4 separate regions of the Mus musculus genome follow, and regions 2, 3 and 4 are each linked to region 1. Evidence: chromatin contacts called from public Hi-C and HiChIP or PLAC-seq data. All regions are on one chromosome and are shown on one strand. Each heading gives the region's core, a stretch centred on a gene start, on an enhancer-like site or on the middle of the called end of the contact. The rest is flanking DNA. Distances are from core to core; before and after follow the strand shown.

Evidence for each region. A called contact is a pair of places that touch in the nucleus more often than the background predicts. HiChIP or PLAC-seq counts read pairs in DNA pulled down with a chosen protein or histone mark.
Region 2: an H3K27ac HiChIP or PLAC-seq map of embryonic fibroblasts shows a contact between it and region 1, with 15 times the contacts expected there. The contact joins two enhancer-like sites. A contact is called at or near these places in 1 of 39 promoter capture datasets (embryonic stem cells), 2 of 115 datasets of contacts at active chromatin or transcription factors (embryonic fibroblasts and forebrain) and 1 of 9 other capture datasets (embryonic tail).
Region 3: a contact with region 1 is called in a Hi-C map of the N1E-115 cell line, with 2.1 times the contacts expected there. The contact joins two enhancer-like sites. A contact is called at or near these places in 1 of 484 Hi-C or Micro-C datasets (the N1E-115 cell line) and 1 of 115 datasets of contacts at active chromatin or transcription factors (astrocytes).
Region 4: a contact with region 1 is called in a Hi-C map of the N1E-115 cell line, with 3 times the contacts expected there. The contact joins two enhancer-like sites. A contact is called at or near these places in 3 of 484 Hi-C or Micro-C datasets (the N1E-115 cell line and embryonic stem cells), 7 of 115 datasets of contacts at active chromatin or transcription factors (the NIH/3T3 cell line, astrocytes, embryonic basal ganglia and 4 more) and 1 of 9 other capture datasets (embryonic stem cells).

The regions. Positions count from the first base shown.
Region 1 is chr12:53,296,425-53,301,260 of GRCm38.p6, forward strand. All of the region lies in intron 1 of Npas3 (neuronal PAS domain protein 3), which reads left to right. Gm51419 (a long non-coding RNA gene) reads left to right here. Exons shown (of 2, transcript XR_003950183.1): 2 at 1-4,836. 1700030L22Rik (a long non-coding RNA gene) reads right to left here. Exons shown (of 2, transcript XR_003950182.1): 2 at 2,300-4,836. Among named protein-coding and RNA genes, the nearest start is that of 1700030L22Rik, 18 kb to the right of the region's middle. Within about 2 kb of position 1,712, at least 32 of the 459 cell types and tissues checked have an H3K27ac peak or open chromatin away from gene starts, as enhancers often do. A contact at or near this core is called in the N1E-115 cell line and embryonic fibroblasts, where this site is marked.
Region 2 is chr12:54,002,540-54,007,487 of GRCm38.p6, forward strand. Npas3 (neuronal PAS domain protein 3) reads left to right here. Exons shown (of 12, transcript NM_001370962.1): 7 at 914-1,032. Among named protein-coding and RNA genes, the nearest start is that of Gm35818, 140 kb to the right of the region's middle. Within about 2 kb of position 3,197, at least 15 of the 459 cell types and tissues checked have an H3K27ac peak or open chromatin away from gene starts, as enhancers often do. A contact at or near this core is called in embryonic fibroblasts, where this site is marked.
Region 3 is chr12:53,982,623-53,987,684 of GRCm38.p6, forward strand. The region is part of intron 6 of Npas3 (neuronal PAS domain protein 3); the gene reads left to right. Among named protein-coding and RNA genes, the nearest start is that of Gm35614, 150 kb to the left of the region's middle. Within about 2 kb of position 1,494, at least 18 of the 459 cell types and tissues checked have an H3K27ac peak or open chromatin away from gene starts, as enhancers often do. A contact at or near this core is called in the N1E-115 cell line, where this site is marked.
Region 4 is chr12:54,058,387-54,063,365 of GRCm38.p6, forward strand. It overlaps Npas3 (neuronal PAS domain protein 3), which reads left to right. Exons shown (of 12, transcript NM_001370962.1): 10 at 3,597-3,744. Among named protein-coding and RNA genes, the nearest start is that of Gm35818, 81 kb to the right of the region's middle. Within about 2 kb of position 2,590, at least 8 of the 459 cell types and tissues checked have an H3K27ac peak or open chromatin away from gene starts, as enhancers often do. A contact at or near this core is called in the N1E-115 cell line, where this site is marked.

The sequences.
Region 1 (4,836 bases), core at 462-2,961:
TTGCTGCTGGAAGGTCTTTGTAACAGTACAAGGCTACCAGTTCGAGGAGGGAAAGAGTTAAAACTAGGGAGATAATTTCTCAACACTCACTGGAGGATTAATCCCTGGGATTAAAATACAAAGCATTTAGATGAGGTACTGGCCCTTAAACCCTTGTTTATATCCCTGTGATGGTGGTGGGGAGCCAATGGAGGTAGAATTCTCCCCTCCAGCTCCTCAAATAATAAGGATTCCTTTGATCGGTGGATAGTTACTTATCACTTCTTCATTTATGGCACTCAGCTCACTCAAAACAATCTGGGCTGTAAATGCTGTTCCGTACATTTAGCATTATAAAATACTCTTCGGGGTTTGTTATAAACACTCTTTGGGGGGTTCACAGGGATTTGGTGCTCCTTGCCTTAGTAATAGGAGTCTATCTAAGTCGGCTAGTTAGCTTAGCCAACTCGGAAGTGAGATGTCAGAACTCACAGCGCAGATCTGTCTCTCTTGGATAGACTTGCCTGAGCCACTTTCCTGAGGCTGGGAAGATCAGAATGCCACATTGTTTGTTTACAGTGAGAAGTGCAGACATACAGACAGAACCCTTGTGTCTCAGTCAGGGTCTCTGTTCCTGCACAGACATCACGACCAAGAAGCACTTGGCGAGGAAAGGGTTTACTCAGCTTTTCTTCCATACTGCTGTTCCTCACCAAGGAAGTCAGGACTGGAACTCAAGCAGGTCAGGAAGCAGGAGCTGATGCAGAGGCCATGGAGGGATGTTCTTTACTGCCTTGCCTCCCCTGGCTTGCTCAGCCTGCTCTCTTATAGAACCAAGACTTCCAGCCCAGGGATGGTCCCACCCACAAGGGGCCTTTCCCCCTTGATCACTAATTGAGAAAATGCCTTACAGCTGGATCTCATGGAGGCATTTCCCTAACTGAAGCTCCTTTCTCTGTGATAACTCCAGCTTGTATCAAGTAGACACACAAAATCAGCCAGTAGACCTTGTCTTAGCCATTCCCAGGCATTCTCTTCCAACATGGAGATTTGGGATTGCACTCTGAAGGTGCCTAGCGAATGTGAAGTCAGAATAGGGTAGCTGCATAACTGTCGGTAGCCTGGTCTTCCCAGCTTCAGGTGGACTCTACACTAGGAGCGGGGACCTCAGAGGTTGCAACTTATGGCTGATCCTACCCAAGTCATGCATAGAGGGGCAGTGCCGTCTTTATCTTTGTTGTTTTCATGTTCTGAATCATTCTTATAGTTAAGGGATCTCTGTACCATATAGGTTTTTGTGTGTGTGTTACCAAGTAATTCTTAAATCTTGATGGCTTAGAGACCATTCTGTTCCTATCAGATACCCATTTCACCTCTGATATGCTATTGTCATGGTAGAAACATCAAAGCAAATTTAATCTCCCGATGATGGCACTGTTTAGCTCCCAGGTACTGCCAGTGTCTAGAGCTGAAGTCATGGAGATAATTGGCAATGGCTGGCTCTCTGCCTGATACAAAGCTTGTGGTGGAGATATTGTTATAGTAACACTTGCTTTATCAGTACTGTATGGGAGAAGGTAGGGAGCCTAGGAGGTAGGGCATCCATGTTTGCTGAGCCACATTAAGGCATAAACTAAAGACCTAAAACTTCAGACGCAGATAAATAAATGGTATATATACTGACAACTTAGAAAACAACACATGAAACTATGGTTACGTTCAGGATGATGCAAGAGTCCAAAGCTTTATGTAACCGGAGGGATGATGATGCTGATCAAATACAGAGGTCAGGCTGTGTGTTTGTAAAGGTAAATTACAATTCTCTGAGACATATTGCATTTATACTGGGGTCTCCCTAATAAGGTAGAAATACCCCACAGGCCCTAACAGCACTGGAGCTCACGTGAAAGGCAAGAAAAGTGAACGTAGGTTAGTCGTGACTGAGAAGTCCTAGAGGTTTGAGAGTAGCAAGAACAGATTCTAAGAAGGAAATGAAAGGAACACTTTCAAGGAGACTGCTGAAGAGCAGCGGCAGGAGATCTGAGGAAGTGAGTCGTTCTATGAGGGATTGTAGCCAAATACTGTAAAATCACGGCTCTGTGGGTGGGAAGACCTCAGCTGGCGAGAACTCTAGAGGAATTATAGCCAACTGCATACAGCGAGAAACTTTTGTACCAGAGACAACCACTCCATTCCACACCAGTGTCAAATATGATGGAAGAGCCTTTTTGCCACCACTTTGTATTTTGTGTCTGCCTAAGTTAAGCTTCTTTTCCAGTGTAAAGGGTAGAAGGTCTGGCCTCTGCTGGTTGTGCTTTCATTTCCCACCGTAAACGAGCCATTCTCTAATGAATTTGTACAGCGCTTCATTTGTAATTTACAGTGAGATAGTTTGAAGCGAAATAAAAGCCTTAGAAGAGTTAATGCCGCTGCCTTTTGGAGGAACCTGGCATCTTCAGGGACGCCCCATCACACACCGTCCGATTGTGACGTCTGAAATGGTAGCAGGAAATCTTCCCAGTTCCTTTTGGCATTATCACATGCTCTGATTAATTAAGCACTTTTGTTTACATAAACAGGATTTTAGCTTATCGGAGTCCAGAAGGAATTTGAAGAGGAGGATTTTTTAAGTTGAATTAATTGCCTTCTGCCCCGGGGAAAAAGCAGCAGCAAATTTGCAGAGAAACCCTCCTCGGGATTTTTCGAGTTCAAAGGTGATGGGAGTCAGTCTGGCGATCACTGGAGGAAGGGGAGGCAGGTGTGGATGGGGGGGCCGGGAGAGGAAGTGATGTGTCAATCTGTGTGAAACAATGTGTCACAAGCCCTGTGAATACTGTTCACACACATGCTTATGTTGGATTTTAATGTACACTGCTGAGAAAAGAAAGCAAATGCTCGTGGCGTTCCATGGTACCTTGTTATTCCATCTAACGGAACAGACACTTGCCAACTGACTTCCCGCCTATTAAATTAATACCGTGTTAACGAAAATTAAGAGAGGCTAATACTGCTCACACGTATCCTTCAGCAAAAGACAAAAAAACCAAACAGACCCATAACCAAAGTAATTAAATATACTAAACCCTTGTAAACTAACGATTAGAGAACAAAATATTTTTCTTCGTTAAGATGTTATTGTAAATGGATAAACTGTTTTTATAAAACCGTAAGTGAAATCCACAAGACAACGTAGTATTGGAACCTTGAGTATAAAAAGAATGGAATAGTCCTGCTCATAGTTATACTTTAAATATCTAAGTACATTGGATTCCTTGAATTGGGATCCTGTCTTTACCAGAAGCAGCCCCCAGGAAATGCCTTACAGAAGACGGAAGCAAGGAAGGCAGTTTCAGAAGGAAGCCTGGCTGGGACAGCAGAGGAGCAGCCCCGAGCCTCACTGCCAGCACAAGCACGGAGCGTTCAGCAAGTTGACTTGCCTAAGTCTCACAATATAACCAGAAATGAGAAATAATGCCGTGCACAACTCCCCTAGGGAAAAGCTGATGATACTTGTAAACATGGCGTTCATAGAGAGGCTTCAGAGCGTGGCAGTCTAAACGAGAGGAGTTCTGTTGAGTGCTTTGCTCATGGAGACACTAACCATGACTTAGCACCCAGCCTGTCTAGAGGAGGTTCCAATAAATAACCCATCCATCTTGTTTTTGGTTCTTATAAACTCAGCCACAGCTCTCCTGCAATCCCTCTCATTCTCTGATCACAATTTACCTTGCACTGCTTGCAAGTTTCTCTCAACTGCCATCTGGGGCCCGTTATCTCGTTCTAAGTCTCCCCTACTCAGCTGCTCTGTACTGCACATCTTCAGCCTCCCTCATTGTCTTAATCCCTGGTAAACCTGGAACTCCTCCTCATCACATGCCCGAGACTCCTCATGGCCCAGTGATCATCTTTAAGATATGCTGTTTTTCCAAATCAGCCCTTGTAACTTCTTGTTCTGTGCTCTAACTTCCTGAATGATTGAACCACTATAGCTGGAAGCCTCAGGCCATTTCTGACTCTTCTTTTCCTGCAGTTCCTGTCTCTATGTGTTCTTCATTTTGCATGTCCCTGTATCCCACTCCCTGGTCCTGGCTCAGTGTGGCCGTCGTTCATCTAGACATCTTGAGTGGCCACTTAACTACCTCATTCTTTTCAGTCATCACCTGCTTAGGAACGCACACTACAGAGAATGCAAAAGGGTTTCAAATCCAGTGTAGCAGGCCATTTAGTGGTTTATAAAAAATAAAACCGAATTTCCATATTATCCAGAACTTTCACTGGTAGGTAAAAAGTTTAGACTTAGACAAATACATATGTTACAAAGCAGAACTATTTACAATAGACAAATGTTAAAAAAAAAAGCACAAATTCCACCACCAGATGAATAAAGAGTGTGTTATCTGCATACAATAGAATATTATTTAGTCATTAAAAATCAGTACTGATACAAATATCGGTGTTAAGTTAGGAAAGCAAACAAAGTGGTTGTATCACTCTACTTCTATGAAATGTTCACGATACACACACACACATACACCCCAGAACTTTATAACTCAGGTTGCTGGTTGCTAGGTGACCATGCAGTTGTTTCCATGAGGACAGGGTTTCCGGTTGGAGGATGCCAAGATTCTGGTTCCAGGTTCATTCCCCAGTTAGTGATGCTGCATACTGCCCTGTTCACTTTAGAAGGAAAGGTTTCTGTTTGGTGGAGTTTGCTGTAGTTACTTACACAAGCCAAGCAACCTTTCGCTGGCTCCCCCTTGTGTACAGATGGAACTCCAGGTCTCTAGCTTCTCAGGAAGTCCTGTGCAAGCTGGTTAAGCCTTAGCTCCCACCTTCTGGCTGTGGCTGCTCTTCTTT
Region 2 (4,948 bases), core at 1,947-4,446, 710 kb after region 1:
TCTGTTTAAGATAGAAAATGTCCTGGATTAAACGCAGAGAAACAGAGGGGCTGGAAAGATAGCTCAGCAGTTAGAGCAAGTATTGCTCTTGCAGAAGACCCAGCTTCATTTCCCAATGCCTACAGCTGGCAACTCACAGCCAACTGCCTGTAACTCCAGCCCCTGGAGACCCAACGCCCTCTTCTGGCCACACTAGTGCACATAGCCTCGACACAGACACAGATACAAGACACAGACACAAGACACAAGACGCTCATAATTCAAAATGAAACAAACACTTAAAAAATAAAATCAGAAGTAGAAAAACAGACTCTGCTGTTTGGCTGACAACTGGGGCAAAAAGCCATTGTGATGAGACTTTGATTGTTTGCGTAGTTTTTCTTTCTCTCTGCCTGTCCATCCCATTCTCTTACCTCCATCCACACTCAGATGAGAAGATCCCATGCTTCCTATTCACAATGAAAAGAATCAACTGAGAAGGATGTGGGAGGAGCAACAAGCAGGGCCTTGTCCCTGTTGCCAGGGCATCCCTGCCTAAACCCTGTCCCTCCCATGGACACTTAGGCCCTTCCCTTTCAGAGCACTGCTTCTGAGCATGGCAGCCAATGCTCAAAGGAAGCTTCACTTACTTACTAATAGACCCCACTCAGGAAGAAGCAGCAAATTAAAAAAACCTGAAAAGCTCTTGCTAGAAACTGGAAAGGAGTTTCTTTAGATGCCTTAATTTTTCTTCTTCTTTTTTTTTTCTTTTCTGCAAAGTAAACATTTTCTCAATGAGGTAAATTGATTACCACACTCTCAACACCCATCAGTCATTTATTTTTAGTGAACTCAAGGGTTGCACCTGAGCAGCATCTCTGGAGCGCTGTGCAGAGACGGAAATCACACGTGTTTGTGTTTTTCTCTTCCTCAGTGGAGACGACCAGCCCTAGTCTGCTAACCACGGACAACACCCTTGAACGGTCCTTTTTCATCCGAATGAAGTCTACTCTGACCAAACGTGGAGTCCACATCAAGTCATCTGGGTATAAGGTAAGCTGGGTTTGGGAAGGGAACACAGCCAATCTGAGGCAGTTTACACTGAGTTTCGCAACTGCTTTGGGTCCATATAGTTAACACATGGGACCTGGAGTGCTACACAGCGTAGGCCCCCTGGCCAGTTTGCAGCCTCAACAGAGACATCTTTAGACCCCCTCCTTATCCCTTCAGACATAGCTGGTGCATCAAATGTCCAAGCTCCTATCTTTTCTTCAAGCTACTAGTTATACCAGGCACTCCAGCACCTGCTAGGAATTCACACTGGTGGAGAAGGAGAGTCAAATTCCTTTCGGTCCTGCAGGTAATTGTTCTAGAATGGTTGCTATGAGAATCTCCCTTTTCTCATATTCCCCTTAAAATGTCCCCTTTCTCTGAAGTGACTATCCCAGCCAATAACATTGACACTGAGGAGGAAAAGACAAGAGGATACCCGGGCCTGGCGGCCAGCCCTGACCAGCACAGTCAGAAGGCTTATCAGGCTCCAGGTTCAGTGAGAGACTCTCTCAAAAAATAAGAGGGCAAGCAATTGAGGAAGATGCTGGACAGCAGACTATGGTCGACACACCCAAATACACTCATCCAACCACACACAGACACACACGCAAATCAGGTTGAATCTTAGAATCTTTTATTTTAAAATTATGATTCTTGGACATTAGTCATACTTAGGCATCCACAGAAAACTCAAAACTACACAGTATTATGCACATATTCCTCATGGGCAGAGATCAAGTTTGGAGTCATAATCTACACAACATCATCATTTTAAGGCGGAGGATATCTCAAGAAATCCCAACATTCTAGTTACTATAGCAACATAAATTAAGAGCTACAACATTTATGAAATGCCTTTAGAAACCTGAATCATACACACACTTACAAAACACTAACCAGTCTCTTAAACAGCATTTATTGTACATCGGAAGGCAAACACAAACAGAATGTTAGCATCAGTGTGCCCGCATGACCTGCTCCAGGCTGAGACGTTAAAGCTTATCTGTGTTCTTTAGGATGACGCCAGCATTGTTGGTGGTGCTAACAACCATTACTGACAGGGTTTAAAACCTTTATGTAAGTCATCAAAACACTACCAGCTGTATAAAGTCAGAGGCGTGCACTTTCATTGACATTAATTCTTTAAGGGGGGGAGGAATGTTTTAAGAAAGGAGGTGGAAAATCCTTCCCAGGCCGACCTTTAGCTGAGCTGTCCTACAGTCTGAAAGGCACGGGAGAGGCAACCTTGACCTTTAGCAGGGTGCAAAGCAAAGAGAGAGCAACCGGTCAGTTCCTACAGTAGCTTCCCCCATGGACAGTTATTATACGTCAGTGCATTGTCAAGGAGAAAGACAGACCTAGTCTTCAGGGTAGTTGATGCTTCCCTGTCTTGGCGAACGGTGTGCATTTACTCCTTATTAACCGTGGGCATTAGCACATTTGGACTCTCTAAGTAGACTACAGATGTGAGATATTCTTTAAGTGCTAGAAAGGGTCATTCTTTGCATTCCAGACTTGGGAGTCCAGGGGTTTCCTTTTTTAACTCTTTCTTTCCTGCCTGCCAGCATCCTTTCTCATTCTTGCTGGTTGGTAGTGGGCGTATCACAGGCAGAAAGCAATGGTTAGTATAATTCAATATCATTGAGTAATTTAAGGTTTTGAAAAACAAAATGATTTCATACTACAGACTATAGTTTACGAAGCTCTTTGGATATTTGATCTGCAAAAAGAATGGCTATAACAATAATAAGTATGGCTATAACAATAATAAGGACAAAGAGTTTGTCTAGGCAACAGACCAAGCATCTCCTTAGGTTGTGATTGGCCATCTGGGTGCCTCAGTACGGCTACATTTGTTGACTGAGCTGAAGTTAGACTTGTGAACACCATCCGTTCAGCAGAGACTTTTGAGCTCCCAGTGTGGGACTTGTTTTAGAGTCTACAATCCCAGCATCAAATAGTACATAGTCTTTACTTTCACAACATGGGAGTGGGGAGAGGACTGTATCGAGTAATAAAGCAATGATTTAGAGGGTAATGAAAGCAAAAGGAACAGCAGCCAGCATCTTGGAGCCCTGTGAAAGGCTGGGTAAGCTTAGCTCTCACAACTGTCCTAGAAGAGAGTGTTTGGACTGGAAGAAACTAAGGGTGCAAAAATGAATTAGCTGCCCAAGGTCACGTGCTGACTCATAACCCATGCCTTTCCTCTGACCAGGCTACACTACACAGTGATGGGAGGAAATGTGAGCACCAGACACCACTTTAGATAGGAGAGGTCACAGGAGGCTCCTCGAAATTGGTGGCACTGTTGCCTATACGTCATGAATGAAAAGGGACCTCACATGTACAACTGGGAAGGGGGAGATGTCCAAAAAAACATGAACCTGGGATTAAAGGCTCCTTACTATGAGAAGAGAGAGAGAGAGAGAGAGAGTTGGCAAGCAATTAGGAACAGTTCTAGAACCTGTCACCTCATGAAATATCAGAGTGCCTATCTCACTGCGACATACCTGTGAGGAAGTCTGTCTCAAGAAACCATGGATATCTCTAGCAAGTGTCATGTGCCCCTCCTCAGATCTGCTATCCACAACCATTTTATCCACCCCCTCAAAGATGGATAACCCATCAGGCTCAGCCTTGCCCCTTCTTTGTAACAAATATTCCTGATTAATTCACCTTGTCTGAAAGTTAGGGGAAGGCCCAGCAAGAGCCTGTGACACAACACAGCTGAACAACATCCCTGTTTATCTGTTCATTCTCAGTAAGTAAATCTAGCAGCTTATAAAACATTCCAATAAAACTGGTAATCACCCACCACCACACAATAAACGCAATAAAAAGGAACTGCAATGATAATTTCTCTGTACTTCCGATATCCCTTCTAATTTATTATCATCATGTACGTGTTGGTTTTCCCATAAAGGTCCACAAAAGACTGTCTAGGTCAGTGTATTTCTTCATTTTTTTTCTATGACCTTGGACTATGGACCCTTCTAACGTTCTCCAAGACTCCATCACTTGCAGTTGTCAGCGTAGCACTTACAGTAACAAAAGAAGATACCAAATGCCATCTGAGTACAAGGAACTGTGTACTTATCAGTAACAATACACACTAGTCCACAAAGGAGCACTATTTTACAATCTCCTCCGTGCAGTCTGCATACTGTATGCCCAGTTTGAAGACCATAACACTGAGGCTTTCACAGGTAGGCTTCCGCCCTATGCTTTGGGCAGCTCTTAATCAGCTGCTGGGGAATCGGAATGAAAGCCAGGCAATTAAGTTCCAGAACTGGCCCTCTGCTTCACTCATAAAGAATGCAGACGACCTGGCATCACTGAGATGGTGGGACTCCATACATGGTCCTTTACATTTTTAAAAGGAGAGCACCTTGCCTGAGACCTTGCTGGTGTGACTTACAATGTCCCACTGCTCTGAGGCACCAGGGTACAGAGAGCCTAACAGACCCATCCTCCTTCTCAGGGCCCACATCCTGATCACAGACAGGGCATGCGCCCCTAACCTGGAACTCCAAAGTTTGAAGCATCTGACCAGCAGCACAATGCCACAGTGAAAAATTCCACCCCTGACTCCATCTGCCAGGTCATAGTCAAAGCACAGATCGTACTAAAAATAACTCATAAAACTACCTCCAGGCTTTGTGCACAAGGTACATATGAAACATACATGAGTTTTCAGGTTTAAACTTTGGTTCCATCCCCAAAATTCTTGTCATGTATGCAAACATTTTAAAATCTCAAATGCCTTTGGCCCCAAGCCTTTCAGATAAGAGCTACTCAACCTGGACCTCATAACCAAGAATTCTAACCAAGAAGGGCCCCTTGAGTCTCCTGACTCAGGAATGGAGTATGGAGGCTTCACTTGCCACACCCTAGACCTCAGAGAATCGCTCTAATG
Region 3 (5,062 bases), core at 244-2,743, 690 kb after region 1:
GGCCTTATTTTTACCACTGTGTTTTCCTCTCCCAGAGCCAACCCTGCTCCTTCCTCCCTGGAGGTGTTTGTGCTCAGGAAAACTGAACCAGCAGAATCCAAGCATAACAAGTCTTGCTCAGGCTTCATCAACTGTCTCTCAAGGAAGTTTACTCAAACTTTAATTGACTCCTAGAGAGTGGGCAACCCCAAAGCTAGCTGGCCTAACAGAATCATGAAGGCCTGGTGATGACCATTTTGCTGCTGTTTCCTGTGCCCATGAGTCCTCCCCTTGAGCCCTGAGCAGTACTCACATAGCCTCACAGCAACATTCAGATACAGCTGGAGGTGGTGGCCTGCTTAGCCCTTCAGTACATGTAACCTCTGCCTTTGGACATCTCAACAGCCTGATCCTCTGTGGTGGAACTATTCCACCCGATATTCAGAGTGACCTTATGTACTTCATACCTGCAATCAGATGTTAACCTTCACAGACCTTTCTAGCCATTCAGGCATTCATACACATTTCAAACATATCTGTATGTTATGTTTATCTCCATACCCCCCCCCCAGTGCAGGTGTGTGCATACACGTGTGTGCGCTCATGTACCCATTTATCCTCCTAATAGAATATAGACTCTACTATGGGGAGAATTTCTTTCCGCCCCATTCCTCCCTTCTCTTCTGTGACCTCAAACCTATGACAGGGACTTACACCCGTAGAAACTCCGTCAGGACTTGCCGAATGGATCTGTTGTGAAGTGAATTGTGAGCCTAGTCTAGACTCAAGATGGCTTTAGCCAAGCATGCTTCATCCACATATTAGGATGGCTTTGACCATTTTAGGGGCAATCCTTGTTTTCCTGAAGAATAGAACTAGAAGAGGAAGCTGTGTAGGGAGATAAATATTGGTTAGTGGGGAGAAATCGGAGAGAAGTTTTTGTTTGTTTTGTTAAGGGAAAAGAATGTAGAAATAAAGGGAAAGCAATCAACAGTACCTTTCTGTTTCTATAAATGACTTTCTATTTCTGGTTTTAAGTGCGAAAGAGATGGTTCTAAACGTATCCTGAATCATGATTAGTAATTTCATTGATTCTGTTTCTCCTGCTCATTAGAATCACTGGCTTTGGAGACCATGCCAATGTCTGGGTCTTTATAAGAGCCTGCGATTGACAGGACTTGTTTTCTTAGGCTTTAACGGATGACCTGGCACCTTACCATGAGATAGCCCTGACGCAAAACCATGTGCAATCTCTGCAAATGTGGAGCAGCACGCTTCTGAAGGACGAAGGATGCCTAGAAAGCCCAGTGCCACCTCTGTCCACAGACTGGAGCTAGCCACTCTTAAAGCCGCTTCTGAATCACTCAGGATCCCCAGGAACAGCAGCCACCCTTCCTCTCTCCCCTTCCTGTTGGGACGCTTTGATTTAAGACGATGTCTGTGCAGAACAGCTTTGTGCAGTGGTGTCATCTGACCCAGATTGTGTGTTTTTATGGTCTGAGCCAATTAGTTAAAGTGACTTTGACTATAATAGGGACCTGTGACATTCCTCAATATTATTGCATTAGTCACTCCGGAACGGTTTCCGGCTTGCGTTTGGAGTCTGGCTCTGTGCCTTCCTTATGATGATCATTATATGACTTGTGGCTGTCCTATGAAACAATAACCCTTGAGTCCTTGAGAGTAAACTCTGATTTTATTTCAATGAGTCCTTGGTGCCTGATGAACATGTGAATCACCTCTATTGTTCTGATTAATGATAAAGCCTTGCTTGTTTGTGTCTTTCAACTCTGTATTAGGCAAGGGAAGAGTGGGTTAGTAACCCCTAATCTGACCCTGGGGAATGAGGTAACTCTGAGAAAGTCACCTTGCGCCCACACTCTTTTTATTTATTTATTTATTTATTTTTTGGCTCTACCCATAGGGGACTCCTTAGATCACTGAGCCTTGTAGGTGCTGTGGTAGCTTTATGGGGACAGTCATTATGGGTACTTGGCCTGGGCAATGACTTTAGCCTCTATCCTAAAACTGAACGTTGCTGGGCTGGATCACATTAAATGTATTAGTCTGCCTACACAACAACACTACAGCAATATTGGCCATGCACTGCTTTAATGCGAGACAATGTCTCACTAGCCTCTGGACTCCATCACTTCAGATATTTCCTAAGACAGTAGCTATAATCCATTTCTGAGCCCCAGTGTACAGCGAACTTATTTGTTTAATTGATAAACAATTGAAGCCCAGCCCTCCAGCCTCTACTTCCCCATTGCCTTGATGGGAACCATAGTTGTCCTTTCCTTTGTCTTTCTCTTTGATCCTTGATATTTTTGTATTAATCTCTTGCACTCCCATCTGAAATCTTATGGCACTTCATTAGTTCAGGGCCTGACACTTGTTGTTGGAGCAAAATACACCTGACTTAAGAGCTGCCATTTGGGCCACATTCAGGCTACAGGTTCACATCATCAAATACATCTAAATGTGGTACAGCTGTGGCCATCATCCCCCAGAACTTTATTGCTTTAAACTGAATCACAGGTACCCAGCAAGCAACTCTGTTTTCCTCTACATTGAGTACACTCTACTATCTCATATGACCTTGTGGTCATGATCCCTCCTGTGTTTGGGAGATTTTTCCATTGTTCCTTCTGCAGAGTCATGTTCCTTCTGCTGAGTCATGTTCCTCCTACTGGTTCATTCTCCTTTTCTTCACTGCCATTCCTGACACTGTAACCCCCAGCAGTGTCCACTCTTCTTTATCCTTCAGTATACCCTCGGCTGTCACTTCAGAGTAGGCCTTCTTTATATTTTCTCACAACCATCTGTAATTCTGAGATTTTTAATTCATTCTCTTAACCAGAGCCCTGCTCTATTTACGTGTTACCGACTAAGTAAAGAAAGCAATATGAACCTTCAGTGATTTTTAAAAGTGGGTTTCTGGAGAGGATCAACTGACAAATGACAGCACTTGCCAAAGCACCTGGAGGGAGAGAAGGCACTAGAGGAGCCGAGTGCACCAGAGAACACCTCTGAGCTTGAAAACCATGGTGAGATTTACATAGATGTAGGGACTGACCAGTAACATGCATGGTCTCTGTCCACTCCCTTCCTTTCCTGAAAGAGGGTGAGGGGGAGATGAGGGAGGGAGGGAAGAGGGGAGGGAGAGACAGAGAGACAGAGAGAGAGAGGGAGAAAGAGAGAGAGAGTCACTAAGCATAAAAAAGGCTGTTTCCTCAGTACCAAAACCTGGGACTCCTAGAGCCCAGCCACACCTACCCCTGTACGCAATTGCTGATACTCAGTGTTCACTTTGCTCTGGAATCTGAACTGTTCAGAGGACACCACGCTCTTCTGGGAGCTTTAGAAAAGTGGGCGTCAGCCCTTTAAGCATAAGCATGGGTAGACAGAGTGACTATCATAGAATAGTACGTATTTCATTAACTCTAGAAAATAAACTAAAATCACTCTACATCTGCGCCATCTCCCTGCCAGAGCCCTGGTGTGTTCTTTTCCATTTCCATACAGCAGGCCTCAGAAATGCACCATGGCAGAGATGCAGAAAGTTAAAGATTTCTAAGTAAATTACAATGAATAAATTAGATTCGGGTTTAAGGCGTGCTACACCAGCAATCGTGGGGTTTTAGAGTGCGTGGTCATAGACAATGGATCCTCTTTAAAATGGGAAAAATAAAAGTGCTTATCTCAAAGGCTGTTGTGACAACTCAATTAAATGTGTATGGAAATCACCTGGCATTAATCCTAATCCCTGCACCTCAAAGCTGGCATTCGCCACAATAAAATGGCTATTGAGGAAACTCTAGCCAATCACCCACTGTTTAAGTTTTAAATTAGAGTAGTTGCCAATTTTGGAAATACCTGCCTTTGTGGTGATTGTGTGGTTTTTTTTTTTTTTTTTTTGAGGTAAATGTCCAAATATGTGTTAATTCCTGTGTTTTCTGTTGTCTGGGCCCAGGAAGTTGATTGGATTTTAGCATATACAGCCCAGAACCAGCAGCCAGCTTGTGAGCACAGACATATGACGCGGCTGTAAAAGAACATTCCCTCCTCCCTTCCTGTCCTCCTGTTTCCCCAGCACACCAAGTTTTGTGTAATTTATCGTCCCACAATCTGCATAATGACAGTGTGTCTCCCTTGTCCCTCTTAGCGCTTTAACTTTTCAGCCTTCTCTCTTTCCCTCTCCTTACTCTCTCTTCTTTTTCTTCCATTAAATTCTCTCTTCTTACATTTGCATTTTCTCATTTACATATATTATTCCCCATTATCTGGCAAAACCGTGGACTAAGATTCTCTTCCTGTCTTTATGGAGTTCATGGTAGCTATGTATCTCTGAACTGTATCACCCTAGAAGTTTTTTCTCTAACGTGTCTGACGGTACCACCGCCACCACAGTGTTAGGGCAGTACATACCAATCCTGAGAACAAATTGTGTCATGGTAGAGTTGGTTGCTATCTAGTATTGGTCAGATCTGCACTTGACCTCATAAATGTGTCTTGCTCAGAATTAACTTGGATTTAGCAAACATCACCTCGTGAACGGGATAAATGGAAAAACAAAACAGCAACGACAACAAAAAACAACACCCACGTGCTGGACCTAAGACTATAGGTCTACACAGACATCCTAATGTCATGAGATCTGCCCAACCGTTACCCTACACTGCTGCTTTCCCTGTTTTGGTGGTGCTTGAAGACACCACTTTTGGTTTTCTGGGGTGGAATTTTCTACCTTGAGAGCCAGCTGACTACCAAGCATCATCACCCTTTGCCAGTCTCTCATCTACCCAGTGATCTTAAAAATGGGTGTCAGGGATCAACCTGCAGAGATGTTAGCCTCAACAACTAAAAACTGTCACGTAGTAGGTCCTAGCATGTGCCAACCTACATGGTTTACATGGATTGGTTCATATATTCTACTCAAATATGTACATATTAGAGTCTGTCTGTCTAGGCGGGGGGTGGGGGGAGGCACATGCATTCATACACATATGTTTGTTTGTGTGTTGGGAGGTGCGTGAAATCCAGAGGTTGATGTAAAGTGCCTTCCTCTATCAGTCATGGC
Region 4 (4,979 bases), core at 1,340-3,839, 760 kb after region 1:
TGCATACCCTTAAAAGACAGAACTATATAGAAGTTTGGATGTGGACAGTCAGTTCCATTGAGGGGTACACAAGGCAACCAGCCTGGGAATCTTGACAGTAGAATGTACACATTAAAACAAGCCACAAAGATGCCAGATCGTGTGTGTCAGCAGTGCCCAAGCCACAGGGCACAGATGCCACAGGAAAAACCAATTGCCCTGGGTATTTCCTCTCCCTGTACTTCCTTCTTGCTGTAGTGTGTGTGTGTGTGTGTGTGTGTGTGTGTGTGTGTGTGTGTATTTGTGCGTGTGTGCGTGTGTGTACATACTCTATTTTTTTAGAACTGCCATATCAACTAACTTATGTTGTACTTATTTCTGGCTTCCTCCACAAAAGGAGCTTTGTGAAGAAGGCTGACTTAAATATCCCCTCATTTTTCCCTACTGTTCAAACCCATAACTCAAAAACAACAGCAGCAGCTACTAGATAACAGAGAATCCAAAAGGGTTAGGGTTTTTTTTTTCCTTTTTGTATTTTTCAAGTTCTCTAATTTATTACACACTAAAAATCTCTTTCAAACTGGCACCAACATGGCTTTTCTTCTTGAGCTGATTAGGGCCACATGAGCTCAGGAAAAGCTGTCAGATCCTGCCTCTGGCACAGCTGGAATGATCCAAATGATTTGCCAGTATGATTTTTTTTTCCAAGAAATAAGCTTCATCCCAAAGTTATAAATTTATATTCTGTAAGAAGTTAGAGCAAAAAGTATCCCTGATTCAGTATGAAAGAAGGCACTCTGGGAACTTCTTTTATATGAACTTAAAAACAAAAGGAAACTTAGGTAATATTTTGGTCAACATTTCATTCCCTCCTGAAACTACCATCAGATCTTCTCTGTGGATTCCAACGGTATATGGAGGTCCCGTTTAGAAAACACCAGCCCTTGAGTTGTCACTGAAGACCATGTGAAGATGGTGACCCTGGCAAATTCTGTTAAAGACCAGTCCAGGGAACAATTATGACCCAGAGACTGCTTGTCTTCAGTTGTGCACTATGACCTCTGAAACCTGTGCCATTCACCAGTGACCCAAGAACAGCCACAGTGCTGAGCGGAAGAAATCCTTGTGTTCAGTCCTTCACCTGGCCTCCTCTTCACATCAGAAGTCACCTGTCTGCCTCTTTGTCATTCAGGAATGTATTCTTGGCGAGGCATCCCTGAGCCTGGATTTAATGAAAGACTGAATTAATGTATTCATGGACCCTAATAAATTTGTATTTATCTTCTCAGCAAATGCCCTTTAAGCAGACCAAGCCCTCCTCCCTCGTTGTCTAAAGACAGCATTGCATCAGCTCTTTGTATTAGAAACGTGTTTATCTGAAAACTGTCAGGAAGGTTGGTGTTTTTAAGTGAGGAGCCGCATGGGGGGTGGAGTGGTCATTCTGTTGATTCTTTACATTCTAACTTGATCTTATTTGTTTCTTCGATTTAACCCTCTCAGTCTCTATATTCTAGAGTTGGTGTTTTCTGTTGTTTGTTGCCTGTTCTGGGTTCCACTCTGGTTCAGATTCTCCACCCAAGAAATGCCAGCCTTGCTCGCCAATTCAATTTTTTTTTTCACATGATTCTGCAAAAAGGTTTTTTTTTAGTCTTTTTGTCTTTGTTAAAAATACTAAAACCATTAGGAATCATCCTTTACTCTGCTTAGAAAGCACATAGAAAGAACTATGTCACCAACCAGATTGGAGTGTGGTGATTTCCTCTGCATAGACTTGCGCAAGCCACTGTCCTCAGGTAAAAGTCACCCAGGCCCAGCAGCTCTGAATGAGAGCACCCTGTGTTGCATGCCACGGCGGTTTAACAGGAGAGCCGTGTGGTACGCCTGGCAGTTCACCACTTTCTGCCTCCACTAGGAGTTTGGTAGCCTGGAAAGCCATGCATACAGAATGGCAGAACTTACTGTCACCAACAAAAGGAGGGCACAATGCTACCTGTGGAAGTCCACCACCAAGGGCAGGTGATGGCCCCCCAGCCTTCCAACGCCCTGCATTGGGTAGTAGCTTTAGAACAAAACTTGCCCCTGTGTGAAGCATTTATTAGGGCTTTTTCAAGCAACAGTGAAGACATAATTATTAAATTTTACAACCATTCATTTAACATATCGTGAGAAAAAAGGGGGGAGAATGGGAGAAAAACATGAAAGTCTGTCCACTATGGATGCAGAACGTAGGGGTTGATTAGTGGCCACTCTCAGATGAAGGAAGAGGTTCACCCGCCTGGAATGTTACTCTTTCCCACAGTGACTCCCTTTTTCCATCCACCCCCCCCCAAAAAAAAATCAAAATGTACTTCATGAAACTATTGTATATGAAGCACTTATTAGCCGTAATTAAATGGACAATATGAATTTACTACGTCTTTAGGACTCTGGCTTGTTCTGGTTTAGAGCAAGATGATTAATGCAAATACATATTACTTGAGATAACCATTTAGCAGCTAATTTAGCCAAATTTATTACAGCAGTTAGAGGTTTTTCATTTTAGCAGACGGAGACAAGGACATGCCAAAAGTGGGGCATGTAGACGAGTGCGCACTGCCCTCTAGTGGCCGGCAGGCTGGTGAGCTTTTGTGGGGGCGTGAGCAGTGGTCTCCACGTCCTGAAGCAGAGCCTTCCCTGCATACTCTCAAACCATTCCCCTCCATAGCACTTTATTTAGGGGGTGATTTACTACAGTTTCCCTTTTTACTAGCTCAGGAGAACCCAGATACAAATCAAATCTATTTCAACTTGGCAAGATTCTGGTTAGACTATCATTTTTAAACATCTGCATTTTAAAGCTCTCTTACAGTGGGTATTTAAAGGCACCGGTTCACATTCCTGATTGTTTTTACTTGTTCCATCATTTTGTGCCATATTTCAGCGTCTGGCTGGAGCTGTCACTCTGTTTGGCTCAAGTCAAGTCAGTGCTGTGCCTCTCTCTCTTAGGCCAGTGTCTCTCTCTGACTCAACCCGGGGATATATTTTGTTCCAACCTTCAGCTGTCTCACCACAATTTACCCTGGCTGACCAATGTAAATTTACTTCATCCAAGGACTATAAATTCTGTAGGACAAGATCAAAAGGAACGGATGGCTAAGGACACGGGTTTGATATTGCTCAGGCTGAAGGGAAGTGATCAAAGACGGGGGGGGGGGGGGGGAAGGCATCTTCAGAACCATTCAGATAACCAGAATCTCAAGGAGGGCAACTCGGAGGAGCTATGCATAAATCAGGCAGAGATTTGCCTTTCTTACCATCTGATGTTAAACCCACCGACAATATCCACACCACATTAGGTGTGCTCTGAGCCAAAAAGATTAGTAGCCCTTTTATTCTTCCTTTTCCACCACGGCTGCCCAGAAGGGAATATAGCCTCACTACAGATGCCAGGAACCCCAGCTAGGCAGCTGCTGCTCCAATGAGATGTTGATTTCATTTGTGCTAATAGCATCTTAAGTCAGGCATACGCTGGGCTCCCCAAGCTTTGGTCTCAGGTTGGGCAGAAATGAAAACCGTTCTATGCCCCATCTTAATACTACACCTTCTGTTTTGTTTTATCTCTCTTTACCCTACCCCAGTGCTGAATAAGGGTCAGTGTGTGACCAAGTACTACCGCTGGATGCAGAAGAATGGAGGCTACATCTGGATACAGTCTAGTGCCACCATAGCTATTAATGCGAAGAATGCAAATGAGAAGAACATCATCTGGGTGAATTATCTTCTTAGGTACCTTTTCCATTACATTTCTCTCTCGTTATAAACTGCATGCACTGAGGCTAATAGCCGGCAGGTCATGAGCACTGTCTTCGGACAGGGACAAGGACAGGCAGGGTGCTCTGCTTCCTGCAAGATTCAAAGAAATGGGAGATGATCAAAGCCCACTAAATCTCAGATTGTCAGTCTTTGGGCAGCCCTGTCCCCAGAGCTGCTCTCCTTCCTGGGACAAGTTCCACCCAGAGACATTTGCCTAAAGCTGCTGCATCCTAGAAATCATCTCCTTATGCCCCCACCTTTGCCCTTGCACTCTAGTCCCTGGGGAAGCAAACAGAGCCAGAGGGGAATAGCACGGACCCTTTGCTTCCTACGCATTCCATCGTTTTGATCTCCTCAACCTTCTGCACAGGTATTTGTTCTCTGGATACTCAAATTTTGGTAAGCAAGATGAGCCACTTTGCCAGAGCACTGGTAATCTCAGTGTAATTAAAATAATAATAATGACGACAACGACGACGATGATAGTAACTCCTTTGCCTGCCACTCTGGGCTTTTAGTCAAGTTTTATGTTTTTAAACTTTGTATCATAGCAGTCCAAATTCAACTGCTTCCTAAATGCTGGTACAAGGTACCTTTTCCTTCCCTTTCCTTAAGTCTGTTCTTCAACTGAGATTCCAACAAGCCGTAAAGTGACTGGATGGCTTGGGTTTGAGGGCAAGCCTTCAGGAACGTTCTCTACTGGTCTTGTCACAGAGCTATCACGGCACTTGGCTCCCGCCCACCACCGTAATTCCACTCTTAGGCCTCTGTTGTCCTAAAGGCACCAAGCAGGATCCACATGTGCACTGACTAGAAAACCTTCCAGTAGAGCTAATGAATGGAAGTTGGTGCCCTTTGGCTGATAATTTCGACAAAGGCTACCTGAGTCCCATTTCTCTTAGAGACAGCCGAATGGGGCTGGCCGCAGTGTTAACAAGCAGAACTCATCAGCACACCGGCCCTTCAGTGCTCTGCACACTTTGGTGATGGCTTGGAGGCATGAATGTGCTTGCTTTCTACACCATATCAATCAGACGCTAATGATTATTGCTCTAGAGAGGCCTTAATGGATGCCACTTACGAGGGTTTTCATCTATCTGCTTTCTTGTTTCCTTTTTTGACCTCTTCTGCTATCCTTTCTCTCTAAAGGTAAAAGTGTATGTGTTGTTTGTTTTGTTTTGTTTTGTTTTTTTGAGACAGTGTGTAGC